Linked DNA regions of Mus musculus: all the other regions are linked to region 3. The links are chromatin contacts, called in public Hi-C and Micro-C maps. All regions are on one chromosome and are shown on one strand. Each heading gives the region's core, a stretch centred on a gene start, on an enhancer-like site or on the middle of the called end of the contact. The rest is flanking DNA. Distances are from core to core; before and after follow the strand shown. Region 1 overlaps Rhoj (ras homolog family member J). Region 2 holds the start of Rhoj (ras homolog family member J). Region 3 holds the start of Kcnh5 (potassium voltage-gated channel, subfamily H (eag-related), member 5).

What was found. Hi-C and Micro-C count contacts between places; a contact is called where the count stands out from the background.
Region 1: a Hi-C map of uterus shows a contact between it and region 3, with 2.4 times the contacts expected there. The contact joins the enhancer-like site here to the promoter of Kcnh5 in region 3. A contact is called at or near these places in 9 of 39 promoter capture datasets (the C10 cell line, the HPC-7 cell line, embryonic stem cells and 5 more), 4 of 484 Hi-C or Micro-C datasets (embryonic fibroblasts, embryonic stem cells and uterus), 4 of 115 datasets of contacts at active chromatin or transcription factors (SST interneurons, embryonic stem cells and forebrain) and 2 of 9 other capture datasets (embryonic stem cells and liver).
Region 2: a contact with region 3 is called in a Micro-C map of embryonic stem cells, with 2.6 times the contacts expected there. The contact joins the promoter of Rhoj here to the promoter of Kcnh5 in region 3. A contact is called at or near these places in 4 of 39 promoter capture datasets (the C10 cell line, the SN4741 cell line and embryonic stem cells), 1 of 15 datasets of contacts at CTCF or cohesin (the NIH/3T3 cell line), 10 of 484 Hi-C or Micro-C datasets (cerebral cortex, embryonic fibroblasts, embryonic stem cells and 5 more), 5 of 115 datasets of contacts at active chromatin or transcription factors (astrocytes, embryonic forebrain, embryonic stem cells and 2 more) and 4 of 9 other capture datasets (adipose tissue, embryonic stem cells, macrophages and 1 more).

The regions. Positions count from the first base shown.
Region 1 is chr12:75,350,146-75,354,310 of GRCm38.p6, forward strand. All of the region lies in intron 1 of Rhoj (ras homolog family member J), which reads left to right. Among named protein-coding and RNA genes, the nearest start is that of Rhoj, 44 kb to the left of the region's middle. Within about 2 kb of position 2,581, at least 37 of the 459 cell types and tissues checked have an H3K27ac peak or open chromatin away from gene starts, as enhancers often do. A contact at or near this core is called in uterus, where this site is marked.
Region 2 is chr12:75,307,027-75,311,472 of GRCm38.p6, forward strand. Rhoj (ras homolog family member J) reads left to right here and starts at 1,287. Exons shown (of 5, transcript NM_023275.2): 1 at 1,287-1,975. The coding sequence starts at 1,798.
Region 3 is chr12:75,174,754-75,178,903 of GRCm38.p6, forward strand. Kcnh5 (potassium voltage-gated channel, subfamily H (eag-related), member 5) reads right to left here and starts at 2,579. Exons shown (of 11, transcript NM_172805.3): 1 at 1,703-2,579. The coding sequence starts at 1,775.

The DNA of each region.
Region 1 (4,165 bases), core at 1,331-3,830, 180 kb after region 3:
GGGTGTCAACCCCTCCCCCATCAAGTTGCTGCAGGACTAGGCACATCCTCTCCCACTGAGGCCAGACAAGGCTGTCCATCTAGAGGTGTGGGATCCACAGGCAAGAAGGCAGGCAACAGGCTCAGGGACAGCCCCTGCTCTAGATGTTTGGAGGGCCTACATGAAGACCAAGCTGTTCATCTGCTACATGTGTGCAGGGGGCCTAGGTCCAGCCCATGCTTGCTCCTGGTGATTGGTGATTCAGTCTCTGAAAGCCCCAAGGGTCCAGGTTAGTTGAGTTTGTTGGTCTTCTTGTGGTTTCCCTATCCTCTTCAGGTCCTTCAGTCTTTCTCCCAACTTTTCTGAAAGACTTCTTGAGCTCCAGCTAGTGTTTGGGTGTGAATCTCCGCATCTCTTTCCATTGACTGACTGCTGGGTAGAGCCTCTCAGAGGACTAACCCTACATCCAACCCAAGGCTAATGTCCAACCAATTTTTGAACACTGAAGGTGTGTTTTCTATTGAGCTTCACAGTTCAAATCAATGCACTGTGGCATCTTTATCATCAAATAAAGGGGAACTGCTGGACTCTAGATCCCCTGAAAATGGGACTGTGGCTGAAGTGAGAGGGCACAGCAATCACAGCTTCTCAGAAGGTTTTTAAACTGAAATGAAAAATGCCTAAGGGGAAAAAGAGATTAATCTGTCTTCAAACCCTCTTGTCTTCAATCTGAACAAGACCTTCTAAAAGGGGTGGGGGGAGGGAATTCTGCTTCCTCTGGTATTGTTAGTAACTGCCTTCTTTGTTGTACTGATGGGCCCATGAATGGGCACCAAAGCCAAGCCCTCCCAATCCATTCAAGTAGCATAACGACATCAAACAAGATGGCAGAGCCATCTTTAAAAGTAGTTCATTGAAACAACAGCAAGCAAGGACGGTGTGGCTCCTGACGCCTCTCCGTTTAGTGACTATTTTTGCCACCACTATTCTCGGGGGCATTTCTTGTGAAGCTGTTAGGGATGTGGTCAAATTAAAGAAATGGTTGTTTAAAAACTAGTCATTTTGGGAATTAATAATGGCTGCCCCTTTTGAACATTTATGAAATTTCAAGTGTTACATTGGAGATGTTCATGAACACTAGCATTAATACTTACACAAAATCAGAAACAGGTTGAGATTCTATTTTCAAGATAGACAGATGGCTTGGTCGGTGAAATGCTCACCTCAAAAGCATGAGAGCCTGAGTTCATTTCTAAAACCCACATAGAAGAGGAGGAGGAAAGGAAGGAGGGGGAGAAGAGGGAGGCGGGAGGGGGGGGAGGAGGAGGAGAACACGAACAAGAAGAAGGTGATCCCGCAGTACAGATCAGTAATTCCAGCACTGGGGAGGTGGAAACAGGAGGATCTCTGGGGGTCATTAGCCTGCCAATCTAGCCAAATTGTGAGCTCCAGATTCACTGAGAGATACTGTCTCAAACAAGAAGCTAGAGAGTTATAGAAGAAAGTGCCTCTGGCCTCAACACACACATGCACACACATACACACACACACACATACACAGTCACATATACTCATTCACACAGAGATATACATGCACACAAATTCCATTTTTAAAAAATAAGAAAACTGACACAAAACACATCATATAACCTATCCAAGGTAATGGGACTATTTAAAAGTAGCTTTCAGCAAATAAAGGTTTAGAGCTACAAATTCATTTTACTCAACTCCAATTAGGTCCATGAACATACGGTTATTTGTGCATACATACATGTTTGCACACTCTGAAAGCAGCATCATATATACTGAAAAAATTCTGAATTTTGAGTCACAGAAGTGTGATCTTTAACACAGTGTCCTGTATATGACCTCTGTGTGACTGTGAGAGAAGCTGAGTACCAAAGGCCCGCCTTCCAGCCAGTGACGTCTTGGAAACACTAAGCCCGAAGCATTTCCATCTTTCTCTGAAGAGCCATGTGTGTGTCCTCTTCAACCGGCTCGGCACTTTTGTTTTAATGTGCCTCTGCCTCGCTTTTGAATCATCTCAATTCAGGCTCCCTAACAGGAAAAAAATAAAAATAAAATAAAAATAAAAAACCTCAAGTCATCAAAACAGACTTCCTTCATTAAAAAGAGTCTCAGAAATGACAATGGTCTCCATCAATCGTTTGAGAAAACAAGGTTTTGTTTGCCTGTACAGATCTAACCTAAATGTAGACCAGCATATGAATTCAGAACTCTCATCTTTCTACGGATAAACACAAGTGGAAAGGTTTAGAAAATTCATAACTGCCCTTGGGACAGACCTCATAGAAGTTACAGTAATGAGAGAGATCAAAAGAAGGGAGGGCTTAGAGCCCAAGCTTTAAGTTCAAACAGACTTGAATTCTAATCCCAGCTCATTGTCCGTTCCCCGTGTAACTATGTTATTCTTAGATGATTTATTATCCTCTCATAAAGCAAAGACGCTCCCTCGCACAAGGGTCCACAATATTTCAAAGAGCCAAGTTTAAGAGGCTCGGGCTTCCCTTCCCCACCCAGAGCTCTTTCCTGGCAGAGCTGAGGAGCTGGGCCAGGCTCCAGGGAAGGGCAGAGCCTGCTGTTTCCCATCACCTGCTGGACGACTTTCCCTCTTTCCCCCACATAGCCTCCCTCCTCACCACACACCCTTTCCCCTTGCTCTTCCAAATATTTTTCTTTTAGTCTCGGACAGTTTCACTTCTCTCTACTTTCATGCGTGAGTGAGAGGCGCAAACGTGCAACAACGAAATATTAAAATTTTAAGTTCCAGGTGTCTGGGGAAATTAGGATTAACAAGAAGCAGCAGAGCTGAGAGCCTGTAACTGTCCAGAGGCTCTTCAGAAGCTCTGTAAAAAGCATAGAGTAGTAAGGCTTTGCAAACTGACCTGACCTGTTCGCCTCGAAGTTCTGCCTCTTAACTATTAGTATATTCTTGGAAAAACCTGAAAGGCCCAGGGTTCCTTTCTCTTTTACTGTGAAAGTGGGGGAACTAGACAAAAGCATTCACATATGGCACTTAGAATCTATAGGCAAAATGTGTCTGTGGACTGTTATAAACCCCACCTCCCTCCTCATCGCCCCTGAACCTTGCTTTCCAGTGGCCACTACGTTCCAAGTTACACTTTGCTACGGTAGTATATGGAGCAAAGAGACCCTCCCTGGCTTTCTTATGTAACTATAATCAGCTTTCCCATGTGCTAGTGAAATCCACCCTTGGAAGGTAAACCCTGAGAAGAGATGGGTGGGTAAACACTTCCTAATTTGAAAACTTGGCAGACAACTGGATCATGGCCATTTCACAGGTTTGTATGAGAAGGCTTCAGAGTCAGCCTTCTGTGGACATAGGCCCGTCTGTTCATTTCTACCGTCCACTGGGTTCCAACCCACTCCCCTCTTATAACTTTAGAGACAAAACTAAGAGGCAATGCAGCGATGGTGTGGGAAGCAGAGATCTGGGATTGTACAGGGGGCTTCCAGAAGACATTCCTGGGTGAAGTGAAAATTATGAAAAAAACAAAAAAAAACAAAAAAGCGGAGCAGCCAGATCCCAGGCTGCGTACACTTCAGCAAGGCTGAAATCATGAACAGGTTTTCTCTTGTAGACTCCTGTGTGAGGTAGGTCCTAGGACTGCCAACAAGTGCCCTGCATGATGCACTTGAAGGTTCAGATCTGAGGCAGCCTCTCCAATAAAGGCTATCTGCCATCTAATGTACCTGTTTTCCAAGCATGAAATTGGGAATTAAAGCCTCTGCCCTTGGCTTCTGTTTCTCCTTGTAACTCTAGAAATTAGCCTGTTCTGATGAGTGTCTGCTTTTGTTTGTTTTTTAATGCAGAAAGAAATCAAGAAACTATAAGCTTAGGGGATGAAATGTTTCATTGTAAATGTCTGCGACAAAACTGATACATTTGTATTAGCAAAGTGTAAACTGTCTTTCTGGCTCGGAGAAGCAAATTGTCTCATTTTTCTTCTGAATGCCCAAGATAGCATTCACCACCATGGCTTTTGGTAGGACTTCCCTGTTTTGCCTTCTTCTTGCCTACTTCTTATGGGAGAAATAAGTTAGATCCCATACAAAATGTTTCTTCATCGTCTCCAATAAAGGATCATTTTAATAAATTGTGAGGTGGACCTTTGGCTGAGTATTTCAGTATTGAGCATTGAGC
Region 2 (4,446 bases), core at 37-2,536, 130 kb after region 3:
AGGAGGAAGAAGAAGAAAGAAAGAGAGAGAGAGAGAGAGAGAGAAAGAAAGAAAGAAAGAACGAAAGGAAGGAAGGAAGGAAGGAAGGAAGGAAGGAAGGAAGGAAGGAAGGAAGGAAGAAAGAGAAAGTTATTTCGAATTCTGAACTTTGGGGATTATTGTTATGGTAACATAACATCCCTGATACACTCTATACCTAATTGAAATGTTTTTCTTTCATAGGAAAGAAATGTTGGGGCACCAAGCATCATGGCAAGTTTTACTCTATTCAAAACAGAAGAGGTGTGGACTCTGTACCTTGACAGCATGCACATGAGTTGTAGGTACCTAAGTTACTGACAGTCACTAAAGCTGACTTTTCCCCGTCCCGGCCACAGTGAAACCGCTCAAAGCCCTTAGATAATCTGCAATCTTCAAAATCTCATAGGAAAGCAAAGGGTTTTTTTTACTTTAACCCATTCGTCAAAATCATTTGTAGGTTCACGTTGTCCATTATCAAATGGGGCTTCGTTCTCAGGCACCAAACTGGCTGCTATGCGCCTGTGTCATTGAGGAGAGCTGGGCCTACCCAGGGGGAGATGATTCGAAGAAAAGGAGAAGCCTCTATGCATACACAGCATTAGAGACTCTAACCAAGCCAAAAGGCCACACTATGTGCCTCTCTCTCTCACTTCCAAAAGTGTGAGTCCTGAGCTCAGCATATCTGATTGAGCCCAATATCTGATTGATTTCCTCTGTTTAAAAAAAAATCATTGGGGTTGTTTTGGGGAGTCTGAAATGTATATTTGAGCATTGTGCTCAAACACAGACTTGTAAACTTGGTCACTCATAATATACCTACAACCTGCACAACGTTCCCCCCTCTTCAAAATCGTGTGACTCTGGAAGATTTCCTTCCTTGTTGCGGAAAAGAATTGCTTGAGATTCTCGTTTAAGGGAAAAAAAAACTGTCGATTTGAACTGGTGAGTCAGGGAGGGAGGATGACGTCATATGTTAGCCTGCAATCCCTATGAGGTCCTCTCAGCTCCCTCAAGCTCTCAAACTCAGTCCTCTCCCTAGTTTCCGCGGCAGACACTGCTCCCCGGGTTCCATCCTTTCTTCTTTGGCTTCTTCCCAGCCACAAGCCAGCAGCCTGGCTAGCTAGCAGGGGATAAAGCAGGAAGTTTGACAGCTTAAGCTGGCTGCAGGACCCCTAGTGTTTTCCCCTCTCCGTGTCCTGGCCTGGTTCCCCAGAAGTCCAAACACACGCACAGAGCCCCATTGTTGCCGCCTTCCCCGGCCCACTGATCCTAATATGGAATGCAGCAGGAAACCCACGATTTCCTGACACTCGGCAAGCTGGAGGAAGCGAGGGGGGGGAAACTCCGTTTAAAAGCCCTTCTCTCCTCCATATTAGTTGTGTGGTGGAAAACCGGGCAGGAGTTATCCAAATCCCACCGTGTCATTAGCCAGGCTGGGGATGGGGAGGGTAGAGTGAGATTCTCACGGGCTGCTGATATTTCTAGACTGCCAGGAAGTCCCGGGAAGTCTATGGACATGAGAGTTTCTTAACTCCAGCTCTACCCCCAACTCCACTTCTCCGTTGGGATTGGGAGAAAGGGACAGACCCTTTTCATCCCTCCTCCCAAGAGTGCCTTCCTTCTCCAGCATGGTGAGCTGCGGGGCTCGAGTGTGTCTGGGCTGTGCCTGGGAGAGCCCGGCCAGCCAGAGTCAGGCCGCCTGAGCTCCAGCCTGGGGCCGGTGCCACCGCTCCATGCACTGCAGAAGCCCCAGCAGCTGCTGCGGGAGCCGCCAACATGAGCTGCAGAGAGAGGACCGACAGCAGCTGCGGCTGCAATGGACATGAGGAGAACAGGATCCTGAAGTGCGTGGTGGTCGGGGACGGCGCGGTGGGGAAGACCTGCTTGCTGATGAGCTACGCCAACGACGCCTTCCCAGAGGAATACGTGCCCACTGTGTTTGACCACTACGCAGGTAGGAAAGCGTGGGGACCAACTCCGTCTAGATGAGCGGTGGGGTTCTGGGCACAGCTACCTAGCGTTCAGAGGGACCTGGCTTTCGCCAGAAAGTCACAGACTGATGTGGATCTGGCAGGTACCAGGTAACTCCATCAAGAATGGTGCTAGGATCCTGCGGAGACCCTGTACATCCATTCACATGCTTCTCCTATTGAAACAAATGTGCAATCCTGGGGAAATATCCTCCAGAAATGTTTCTCAACATTTTTGCCTAAACTTTCTTCAACTTTTCACGGTAATTATTTTTTTTTGAAGTGTAGTGTATTGCAAAATATTCCATTTTAAAAAAATCACCGCTAGACACATGGAAAGTGTTCTACTCTCTAAACTTTTTCTACTCCATGCTAGTCATGATCAAACGGCTAATAGAACCAGCTAATAAAACCTTCTTTTTTTTTTTTCCTGGATTACTTGGGGCTTAAATTTTGTACTTTCACTCTTCTGGGATGGTAGATAAGGAGAAAAGTGTCCCACGCTTTTAAATACTAAGTGGAAAATTAAGTAAAAGATGGCTATGTTTTTTAAAGTAAAAAATTCAAATGCAATTAAATCGTTTTCAACTATGTCCTGAAAAGACAAATTTGAGTATCTAGTATTTTAAACCGTGATCACCCCGATGCTGTAGTCACAACTTAATCCTTTCAGGGGAGTTTTAGTGTTTGAGGGTTTGAAGGTTTGTGGTGATGTCAGTCAGCATCATGCCTTGTTTCTTGACATAGCTGCCACCCCTAAGCTTCCCCTATGTGAACTGACCCGTTGCCTTGGACTTACTGTGGCCTCAGTTTTATAGTGCTTTTGAACACTTCGATCGATTGCCCTTGAGTTATCAGAGCTCTGGGGTCTGGTGGAAGGGAAATGTCTCTCTCTTCACCTTGGCTTGGGATCAGGATCAGCCTAAAGGAAGCCCTCACAGGAAGTCAGCCTGGAGCTCTGCTGTGTGGCCATTTGAAATCCTCCCTCCATAGGAAGCAGACGCTTGTCATCCTCTCTGGAGGGCTCCCCCCACCCCCATCTTCCCTTCCTTTTAAGTGGACCTATTTGCAGCAGTGGTACACAGCTGACAGGGGAGGGATTCGCAGCTGGCAAGGGCGTCCATTTCCTATTAGGTCTTTCACTCTGTAGAAATTACCTAGAAATTTGAAGACCAAATTCCTGAGCTTTTCTGAAAACATAGTGAGTTTGGCCAAGGAAGAACTTTTTAATGAGAACACAAAAAGACAAAAAGAGGTTTATCTTGAGGGGGAAAAATGTTGTAAAGTGCTTTGAGGAAGGGACTCTAATTCCGGTCCTGAAAAACATCATAGCAGAAATTATTTCTCCTGTGTCTTCTTCATGCTTGACAGGAAGGTGGCAAGTACTTTATTTCAGGAACTTTCTGATCAAAGACAGAACCGAAAATCTACTAAAAGGAAAGGCTCTTAGTGCCTGGGAAATTATGTCTCCAGATACCCGTCCTTCGGGTGAGCCAATCGAAGTGGTGTTGGGAAGAAAGACAAAACCATCTTTGGAAATAAAGCTAGCCTATGATGGAAAAAAACATTAGAGGTCAAACCAGCTGGACTTTGCTGGCACTGGGTTACTTTATGTTTCAATTATATGCACACTGGCTGGTGGTTGAGCACCAAAACCTCTCAAAGAAGTTTTAATACTTGAGTTTTTCAGGAACTAAACTGTATAATTTCAGCTTCCAAGAACTCACAGCCCCGAAACTCAGAGCAGTACTTTGTACACAGTAGACATTCCTGAACATGGTGACTTCCGTTTATTCTATATACTTCTTTCATACATGATATCTCACGTGCTATCCATGTGGTTAAAGCAGGGAAAGGCGTGAGCCACGCTCACACGAGAGACTCTTGAGTGCTGATTTCTATCCCAAGGACCCAGCCCTGCTCATACTTGCTCTGGCCGAGCATCAGCCCGTGGGCGGCCATCAGGGAGCAGATCAGTTCTAAAATAACCAAACGCCCCCTTTCGCATCTGGATCCAGTTTTCAGTTCCCTGGGTCCTACTGACCCACTCTGATAGAACAACAGGAAACACATCTGCCGTGTCTTTTGAAAAAAAAAAAACTGCAGTTGAAATCAAAGACAGCCTGTCTCTTAAAGATAGTTCACGAATGATGGTCCACGCCAGGAAAGTATGTAATGTAGTAGGACTGAGTACAACAATACCACATGACCTGGCTCTAATACTGCCTTCTCTGTCACTTACTCTGTGGCCTTGAGAAAGTTACTGAACCTCTTTGTGCCTCAGTTCTGAAAGGTAAAACCAGGGACCGTAAAGATATTGGAATTGTTTTTAAAAGTGAAATGAATTCATTCATATGTGTAAAGTTCTAGACCCCCAACACACAATGTTAGATGTGGGGGGGGCACATATCACATCAAAGTCTATACAAATAATACATACAGTGATTAAATCAAA
Region 3 (4,150 bases), core at 1,329-3,828:
GAGTCTATGGGTCTGGTATTCTAAGGTCTTCCTCAGAAACTGCTCTCAAAAAACAAAAAGCGTGAAGTAGAATAACTCAAGAAGATGGGAAATTTGCAAGAAAATCGCCATAAGTCTGTAAATAACTGATTCTAGTAACCTTTAAATTCCACGCAGCAATTGATAGTCTTAAAAGTAATGTTCCCTGTATTCTAGATTTCTATAAGATATTCATAAGACAATGGGTTAATATAGAAGTTTCATGCCATTATGAACTTCTATCTTAATTTATATTGTTCTAAAACCTGAAAGTGCATATGAACCTCACACTAGCGTAGCTAAAAATAATACAGGGATTAAAATGACTGTGCAGTACTATAAGCTATTTTTTTAAATCCAAATGTATCACTGCAGCTCTATACTTACACAGAATCACACACTGACTAACATGAAAGAAAGATTCACAAAGCTCCAACCCAAACTCCAAGGTGAACATCTAAAGAAAACACTTTAGGTTATTCCAATTCCAAGGATGCCTCTGCAAGCCTAGTTTTCAGAGAGATGCTAATCCAAGAGGTGGTATTGTCTAAGCTACTACTCTGTGTCCAGTTATCTGCTATCATTTGTGTGTGTCCCTCTAGCCCACAGCCAAAGATCTTAGCCACATGGCCCACACTGAGCCTCCTGTGCAAGGCTCCCAAATACACTTGGTTCCCATGAGTGATTGACAGAACAAGGGATCACAGAACCCTCACAGAACCTTCCAACTGTTTTCTGACTCAAATCCATGTGCAGAATTATATTCTCATGGTTCTCCAGAAAGGGGTTCCGAAGAGAAACCCTTAAATGATACTCCATACAGTTTGCTTGTGGAGTTGAAAAATTATGTAAAAGAGTTTTTAAAACAATTAAAAGATGCATAAACCCAGTAGATCAAATTTGTATAATCCGACCACGCATAAATGGATGGTATTTTAAAGGCACGTCAGAGGCAGGGCGCCTTCATGTGCAGGAGCAAGGTAGAGTGGTATTGTTTAAATCTTTTTTCAAGTGCATTGAAAGTACAGAAACTATGGCTTTGTTTTTACCCTTCTTCTGGTCAAGTGCGATAGGCAAGATATAACCTATAAACTAACACGCAATGAAGAAAACAAATAAAACGTGAAACTTTAAACCAAATTTGATCCGAGTAACTGCCTTCCCATTTTCCAAGCACTGACTGTTTAGGATTCAATTCCGACTACTCGCCCTAAGGCAGGGTACTTTCAGTTGTGCACAGTGGGTCCAAAAGCCATCCTAGTGACTTAAATTTGATGAAGTGGCCACTTTCCCAGTCATTCCCAACTTAAAAGGAAAGCTTCCTCCAAAAACTGGCTCTAAGAATTTGGTCAGCGCTTGCAGCTTGTTTGGGGAGCGATGGGACAAGGAGCGATTCATCATCAAAGTGAAATTCAAAGCTATTTTGATGGACCTCCGCTCTACCCACCCCCTTTCCTAGCTCCTACTCTAAGGTCTGGACAGGTGGGAGGGGGTACATCTCTCTTAGGAAACAGATGCAACTTAAGTCCCTCCACCACCTCCTTCCCGGCCCCCACCCACCCTAAGCCACCAGGTACCACTGCCTACACCCCCTCCCCCCTTAGAAGAGGGATGGGATGGGCAGGACGGGGGCGCCGTGGGCGGGATGAAGGTAGGGAATGTTCTGAACTGCAACTCTCCTTACCACTGGAGCGCCTGACGATGTTCTCCAAAAATGTGTTCTGCGGAGCCACCAGCCCTCTCTTGCCCCCCGGCATCCTGGGTCTGGAAAGCAGCGGCCAGGATCCGCGGCGGGGGAGGGGGGGAAGCAGGAAGAAAAGGTGGAAGAAGAGGAGGAAAAGGTAGTGGAGATGGTGCTGAAAGAAAAGGGGGCGCGGCGGCGGCGGCGGGGTCCCCTGAGTGTGTCTCCAGCCCGACCCGGATGAGCAGCTCTGGGAAGGAGGACCAAGCAGTTCATGGTAGTAGCGCTCCCCCGGCCGCCGCTGCCCAGACTGTGGCGGTGCCGCACACGGGGCTGGGGAACTGCAGGCTCCGCCGGGCACAGTGCGCCTGCGCCGCCCCCGCTGTCGCTGTCCCGCCGGTGCTGATGCTGAGGCTGCTGCTGAAGATGCTGCCGGGGAGGCAGGAGCCCGGACGCGGGCTCAGCATTTCTCCCTCTGCCCCGCGCCCGGGCTCTGGGAGAGAGCGAGGAGCAACTCGACTTCCCTCTCCCCACCCCTAGCCCAGGCTAAGACCCCATTCCTTAGCTCTCTGCTCCCTTGGTCTCCTAGCCCACCCTTCTCACTCAGCTGTTTCACAGCTACCCAGGGCAGCCAAAGTTCTGTCCAGGCTTTGCGAGCGCCTAGTGGCTGCTCCTTTCTCCAGGAAGATCCAGACAAGTGCTCGCTGGCTGGTGCGGGCTGTTGTTCGCGAGGCAGGCACCAGAGAGGGAAATGGCAATCTCTGGGGAGAGCAGGTCACATCTCAGCTTCTCCTGCTGCCGCTGTCCGAAACCCCAGCAGCTCCGGAGGACTCGGGTCCTGGGGCTGAGATGCAAGAGGGCTCCTGCTCTAGCCCAGACTGTGCGCCGAGTAGGAAGTGACTGGGTGGCGCTCGGGGACGCGGAGCAGCCACCTGACGCTGCTACCGCCCCCCTCCGGGCTCTGGCGCCTGAAGCCTCCACACGGGAGCTTTCTACACCCTGAGAAACCCCACTATTTGGAGCAGAAGCCAGATGGAATATGAGAGCAGAGCTGGCACCCGGAATGGCCCTGCGCCCCAGGCTGGATTTGGCGCGCGAGGGGTGGGGAGGGAGGTTGGCTCTGACACAGCCTCTGGAGAGCTACCCCAGGGCTGCTAAGTACAGGAGAACAGGAAACCGGATCCCCCTACCCAAACTTGGAAAAAAGAAAAAAGAAAAATAAGAGTTCACTTAATGCTCGATGCTAGCAGTCCAAAGAGAGAGTCAACAATTCAGACAAGAGCGCGAGCAACCGGCAGCGCTTGCGTGGAAAAGTGGTACAAGCTGAGAGAATAAAGCTGCGCAAGGCTGGGGAGAGGCCGCCCTCCTCTACATTCAGGACCTGGACCGGAGTGGGACTGTTAAAAAGCGGTCTAAAAGCAGGGGGCAGCCACACGAAAGGGAAATTTCCACAAGTGAGAAAGGGACCGGAAGACATGAAAAGAAAGGGGGAGCCCAAAGAGCTTGGCAGCCCCTTCTTTTGTGAAAGGCGCTGTTTTTGCTCCAGGCTACAGCATTAGCATCCCCTAAGAAGTCTTGACATGCAAATTTGGGGGCCTTATCCCTAAGTAGGGGCGCTAAGAACTCTGAGGATGGAGTTTATCAATCTGTTGGTAATAAACCCTCTGCCTAAATATGATACCCAAGCCACAAGCGTAGGGCAACCCTAAACTTCCCTTTAGGAGACTCCACCTGGGCCTGTGGAGTCAAGAACCCTCTGGGAACAGAAAAGGCTCTGAGTTGGGGGAGAGGCAGGGGGCAAAGGGTAAAGGTTAGTTGAATGATACATCTTGGTTGCTGGGGTCAAGCTACCCAGGGCGAGGTAATCTTTGTGGAAATGATTGCCTGTCAAACAGAGGGCATCCTGAGAGTAAGAGCAGCAGCATCTACTTGCTACCTACGGGCCTGTGACAGTGAAATACTCCTCCATTCACTGGCCTTTAAAGTGCTCTCCCTAGCTCTCTGTCTCTCTGTCTGTCTCTGTCTCTGTCTGTCTCTTGCTCGCTCTATCTATCTATCTACCTACCTACCTACCTACCTACCTACCTACCTACCTACCTATCTATGTATCTATCTCTGGCAGAGAGTTAAATGTAAAGCCAGGATCCAGGTTTTACCCTACGGTAATTTTTCTTTCCTCCAAAATTTCCGCTCCCCACCCAGAGCCAGGGCAGCTGCACAAATTTGAAAGGTGGCCATGCCAAAAGTTAGCTCCATGGAGATTCCTTCTGAGGGAAAATGAAAACGGGTTGGGCCACAGGAATAACAAGGACTTCACAACCAGACCCATCACTACAACCCCAATTTTAAACACATACTTCATTTCCCCTTCTGCTGTGTCTTACATGACCTGTTCTAAAAGATCCCAGATTACTCAGCTGTTGGTGGAGTGCTGAATATACAGACATAATA